Regions from separate parts of the Sus scrofa genome. Here region 2 is linked to region 1. A link is a contact called in public targeted proximity ligation data. All regions are on one chromosome and are shown on one strand. The core of a region is the stretch at or near the end of the contact, and the rest is flanking DNA. Distances in the headings are between cores, read along the strand shown. Region 1 holds the start of MYBL1 (myb-related protein A). Region 2 overlaps C4H8orf46.

Evidence for each region.
Region 2: a contact with region 1 is called in a targeted proximity ligation map of skeletal muscle. A contact is called at or near these places in 1 of 5 promoter capture datasets (liver), 19 of 47 Hi-C or Micro-C datasets (alveolar macrophages, brain, embryonic fibroblasts and 9 more) and 2 of 2 datasets of targeted methods (alveolar macrophages and skeletal muscle).

The regions. Positions count from the first base shown.
Region 1 is chr4:68,118,579-68,121,543 of Sscrofa11.1, forward strand. MYBL1 (myb-related protein A) reads left to right here and starts at 1,500. Exons shown (of 16, transcript XM_021089286.1): 1 at 1,500-1,935. The coding sequence starts at 1,916. LOC106510063 (a long non-coding RNA gene) reads right to left here and starts at 1,203. Exons shown (of 2, transcript XR_001308193.2): 1 at 863-1,203; 2 at 459-775.
Region 2 is chr4:68,200,511-68,203,475 of Sscrofa11.1, forward strand. It overlaps C4H8orf46, which reads right to left. Exons shown (of 6, transcript XM_003125610.4): 6 at 1,706-2,965. Among named protein-coding and RNA genes, the nearest start is that of C4H8orf46, 23 kb to the right of the region's middle.

The sequences.
Region 1 (2,965 bases), core at 250-2,749:
TTTGTAATGTTATCTTTCTGAGGAGTTATGTTTACCTTTAAAGTGAGGGGAATTTAGTTTGCTGTCAAAATCTAAAATACCTGTCTTCAAGCTCTAAAAAGGTATTCTGTATAAAACTGACTGTAGCCTAAATATAGCAGAAAGACGGTTTCCTTTTAGGATGTAAATAAGCAGAGTATTAAGACCTAGGAGTATATAAGAAAACTATTTTCAAACGACATTACTTTCTAAATTAGGGTTTTTTTTTTTTAAATGAATTAGCAACACAATAAAGAATGATTTGAAAGAAAAGCTGTTTTACCGTCCCAGAAACCTAACTTGAGAAAAAGGAAGTATTAAAAGGCAGGTGTTTTAAGTTTTGAAAGTAGTACATGCAAGCGCCTCTTAATTCACATTTGCACCTGCATCTTTGATTTGCAAAAATTGATGCGTAAAATTTCAAAATAGCAAAATGTAAGTTTTGTTACATTAACATGTGGTTTTGTGCTCTATGCAGTAGAGCATGTTACCTTGCAAATTTGGATCCTTTAGCATTTCTAATCATTACTGTAATTAATCTACTTTAATAAGAGTTAAACTGAGCAGTTCGTACTTGTAACTGCTAGAAGCTCCTCCCCAGCAGTTCCTTACTCCTCCCCTCTCTCCTGCGAAGGAAGATAACCTTCTCCTGTTGACTACCGCGCTCGGTTATCTGCGCGTAATTCCCAGTCCATTCCTGTCTTCCCGCATTCTTCTCCGGGATCACGGCTCCTTCACTGCGCACCGCAGTTATTTCCTGCAGAACCGGGTAGTGGATTAAGCTCTTTGAAGACCAGCCGCAGACCCTGTTTTTTTCCCTTTTCCATTCCAAGCACGTGTCTACCTGAAAACTTTTTCCACCTGTCACACTCTTGCTCGGTCTTGATGTTCAGTTTCCTGCTACAGAATCTTGACTACCAAGTTTGGGCCAAAAGAGCTCTCATTTTTGCTTAAACAATAACGGCCGCGCAAATTTTATAGTTAGATTTGTCTCAAATCCGAAGACCGCGCCTCCTAACAGGAGGGATGCACCCCAGGAGTGAGCAGCTGTGGCCGAGAGAAGGGTGCGGGGACAATCCCTGACAGGACAGCTCAACCCCCAGGGACAACAGTGCCGCATCCCGTTAAATTTGGGCTCAGGCCGCGTTTCCGGCCAGATAGCCTCTCCGCGAGCCTGGAACTTGCTTTCCCAGTAGGCCCCGCGCGGCCTTCGGCGCCCCGCCCCCTCGCGGTGCGGCGCTGGGCGCGCTCCGGGTCCTGTCATAGCTAGACCCGCGAGCCCCGCCTGCGGCCCCACCCCCTCGCTCCCAGCTCCTTCCCCCGCTCCCGCGAGTTCCAGTCCCGGCTTCCAGCTCCCCAGCCCCGCCCTCAGTCGCGCGCGCTCTCCCGGCCCCGCCCTCGTTCCCCCGCGTGCCGCCGCCACAGCCAATGAGGTTCCGGGCCGCGTGCGCAGATTCAAACGGCGGCTCTTGAGGGAGGCTGGGCGCGAGATTCGGCGGTGCGGACAAAACCCTGCAGGAGGCTGCGAGCCCTGCAGAGCGGCTCGCTGCGGGGAGAGGGCGGGGGTCGGCTCCCGCGGCGGAGCCGCGCTGGGACCGCGGCAAGGAGGTTGAGAGGCAGGGGGAGCGGCCAGCGGAGGGCAGGAGCGCGCCTGCTGACATGTTGGGGGTATCCCTGACCGGGCCAGGCCGGGGCTAGGAGCGGCGCTGCGGGCCGGGGGCGGGTCTCGGTCCGCCCCTCCGTCCTGCTCTGCCGGGAACTTGAGTTCCGCACTCGGTCGCCTCGGAGCGTGAGCGAGTGAAGCGGCGGGAGGGTTGGGGAGAAGGAGCATTCGCCTGAGGCTGGAGGAGGCTGAACTGCGTCCCCGCCCAGCCTGCGCCTATGCGGTACTTGAAGGATGGCGAAGAGGTCGCGCAGGTGGGTGACATCCCCTTCTCCAGGCCTGTCGGCACAGTCTCGGCTCAGATCATCCTGCCTTTCCCGCCGCTTCCCCACCAGGCCCTGCCTAGCCCGGGCCGAGGTTATCCTGCCCGCTGCTCCACAGCCGCTTCGGCACGCTGGCCGGAGCGCAGCTGTGACGTGTGGAGAGTCGGGGACCGGTGTGTTTAAGACTCACGAAGTGAGCAACAGATGCCCGGGTTGCTTCCTTGAGTCCCTTCTCCCCCCCCAGCGCACGTCCGGACCCACAATCTCTCGCGGCAAGTTCTTGGTGGGAGTTTCTTGGCAGGTAAGTCTGTGTGCTTTCAGGGAGTCCGCTCCTCTGGTGAGGCTGGGGTACTGACCTGGCCGGACGACCTCAAAGTGGCATTCAGAGGGCCTCTTTTTCTCTGAATTACTGGACCTGTTAAAAATAGGAACTCTTGTGTTAAATATAGGTGGGGACCCCTCGGCCATCTCTGCCACCTTGAAAGGTATGGAAATCCTCTGAGGAATCATGAGTAGAGAGGCTCTTTTTGATGTTTTCTGTAATTACCATCCTCATGGTTTTAGTGTTATGTGTATATATATATATATATATATGTATTTAATATCCTCTACTGGGAGATGTCACACTGTTACCGCCAGTAGCTTGATCTTAAAATAAAACAATGTGTTTGATTCACTTAATATTTTGTGTGTCTACGGAAGTGTTGCACAGAGACAGGACATGGCTTTTGTTGGAAACTTGCTAGATTGAACTTATGCATGTCATCTTTGTTAATATGTCACTACAGTAGCTACTCCTAAATTGTGTGTAGTAATCACTTAGATGACAAAAAACTAGGGCCCTTTTTGTCAGGATTATTAAATAAACATGAAGAGAAGTTTGACAGGATTTCCAAATGGTTTTTATTTACCTAGATCCATAGCCTCAAAGTCTTAACTGGAAGTGTATTTCCTAAATTGAATTTTAATGCTAGATTTATTCATTGCAGATCTCCATTAAAAATTGGCAATAATTGCACAT
Region 2 (2,965 bases), core at 186-2,685, 82 kb after region 1:
GTCAAGGAGCAGGGTGAGGCAAACGGGGGAAAGAAACAGAGAAAAGAGGGTGTTTTATGCTGACCAGCAAGATGGCAGGGGTGGGGTGGGCGGACACTGAGAAACTGAGAACAAGCCTGCTGTCACCATGGTTTTACTGTGGCCAGAACTAGTCCTGCATGAAGCAAAGAAACCATTCCCATTGTTTGCTTTGCCTCTATGATGTCACCCAGAGAATGTGATTGCTTGGAGCACTTGTTCTTAGAAATAGCTGTATCTAACTCCTCCTCTACCCCTACTCCCCCAACAATTGCCGGATGGGGTGGAATGCCCAGTTCCATGGAGTCTGTGAGCAAAACCTGGTGTTGAGTGGGGCCACCTCTGGGGCCCAGGTGGTCAAAGAGCAGAAAATTCACCTTGATCTTCTGCAGATGGGAGTCTGAAACATTGGCCAGCACTTGCCCAGCATTCCAGGTAGCCCTCCCTGTTTGGGGCTGGATCCAGCTCCCCCTGTCCTTCCTGGAAAAGCACAAGCACCTCTTAGGCCAGCAGGCAAAGGCCTGGCTCTTTGCCTCCAGGGAAGGGAGTTTAGCTTCGTGGCAACCTGTGTTCCTAGGGGCCTGGAGCTTGGGGCATACAAGGCTTCCAGGAACAGAGGGGGTGTTAAGTGGGCCTATGACCTTAGGTGATCTGAGCCTCCATACTTGGCACCCACAGACCCAACAAGGGGCTGGAACCAGGTTGGCACAGGCGCAGCTGCCACGTCAGTGATGGAGTCACACATCTGGTCCTTCTTTAGGTCAGTTCACCTCCCTTGGCGGCACATGCCTCTTCCAACCTATGTGCTCCCTCCCAACAAAGGCTATTAATAGGTATGAGTCTTGTCTCACATCCCAAGCACCCCCCCCCCATTTTATTTTTTTAGGCACATGGCCTGGTGTGCAGAATTGCTCTCTCCCCTGCACTGTGGCAGCACCTTCACCACAAATGTTTCAGCAGAGGCTGAGGGTCTTATCAGAAATTGAAAACTAAACACAATGTGAATCCTTAAGAGAGTTGTTTTTGGTCTGTGTTTTTCCTTGCATGTCCCTGGGTCTCTGCCAATTTAGAGTCAGAGGCAACGCGTCACGTGACATCTTTTCAAATTGGGCTCTGGCTGCCGCTGCCTTCCCTGCCTGCTGCCCACCTGCCTGCTCTAGAGGCGGGGGTGGGGGAGGGTGCTCCAGAGAGCACACAAGCAAGAACTGAAATATGTGACTGGACTTGGTCCTAACAGAGGCAATTTTATTACCCTAAATGTCTTGGAATCCCTGTTGCCTCTGGCTCCGTCATTCCCCGGCAGTCGTCTGCAGCCAGCCTTGGCGTCCTTCTGCAAGTGGCTGTGACGTGAGTCACGGGGGCAGTCTCCAGAGAGGCTGACCCTGAGGTGGGCACAGAGTGACGGCCGCTGGGCCCCCTGGGGCTTGTGATGGGGAGGAGGGCGAGCCCTGAGAGCACCGGTCGGGCCAGGCCAGGCCCCATCAGAAATGGCCCGGTGACTGTGGGCAGGGCCTGTAATATCAAAACCAGACGTTGCCTGAGGATGGAAAGAACACGCTGGGTTCTTTCTCACAGTCCTTTTCATTTAGGAAAAGAAGCAATGAGGTCCAGAGGCATAATTCTTTCCCTGTGTGAAAGACTTCTCGCATCCAGTGAAGGAGCCGCAGGCATACTCTGTGGCGACTGATTAATGTCACAAACAAAGCATACTTTATTTTTATTAGAATTGGCCAATTAAAATGTTCTGTACAAGGCAAACACTTCATCATGAAATAATCAAATTAAAAAATAAATAAGCTCCATCCTACATGGACCCCCAGCTGCCATATACAAATAGAAGGACATTAGCTCTAAAGTAAATAAGATAAATAGTCATAGGATACTCTAATAGGTCCAGTGGAAATCACCTTTGTCCTGGGCCCCTTTATACTGTGGACTTTAGGCCCTCATTGAAAGAGAACTTGATGCTCAGATCTCCAAATCACATTCCAGTGGAAGGGTGGGCTGTTCAGAGTCTAAAACAATGGCTGAGGAGCAGAGGCCAGCCAGGTGGCCTCTTTTCTGCCCCCACCCCAGGCCTTCTTACATTTATTTCACCTGGAGATATGGAAGCAGGTAATTTAAAGGGCAAAAAAACCACGTGGCCACAGAGCAGCAGCATAGGAATAACATTGGAGTCTGAGGCCAGCAATGTGGCCAAAGTCCTCTTTGTACCAAGAAGAGGCAATTTCCAACCTAGTCTTAGACTACATTTTACCATGGAGTTGCTGGTTAAGTGGATTGGATTAGTTTAAGCTTCTGAGTTAGAAAACAAGCCTTCTGAGGGCAGAGTTGAGGCCACCGGTGACACATATACGATAGGCATATGGCCACTACTCTGCTCCACAGGCAGTTGATCACTGCACTCCTTTCTTTCAGATTCCAGCTTCCCAGCACTCTAGGCAGCGTGTGCCAATCAATTATGTTTAGCCTTTGAGATGAAAATTATTTACTAACCTTGGTTCGTCTCTATGTTCTGAAAATTTTGTATGAAGGAGTAGACAGAACACAGGCATTGGAGCCAGACACCTGTATGGGTTAGGTGCCTTCAGACTAACCATTTAACTGCTTTGAAGATGTGTCTAGTAAAGGGGGAAGGCCACCTAACTCAGAGTGAATAGAAAGATTGGCATAATGCGTGTAAAGTGCTCAGTATCACTCCCAAGACATAGTAGGCTTTTAATAAATGGTAGTTATCATTATCATGGTATTTTCAGGCTACTGATTTTGACAATAGAATTAATGATGACATTTCCATTGAAAGAGGGAAAGTATAATATTATACATTAGATTGAACCATGTGAAATTGATAATTATTTTGACCTACAAAAACAAGAATTTCTTCTTGTTCAGTGTAATACATGACTTATATTGTTTACTTGTTCTAACTTTGTCAAATTCTTTCCTT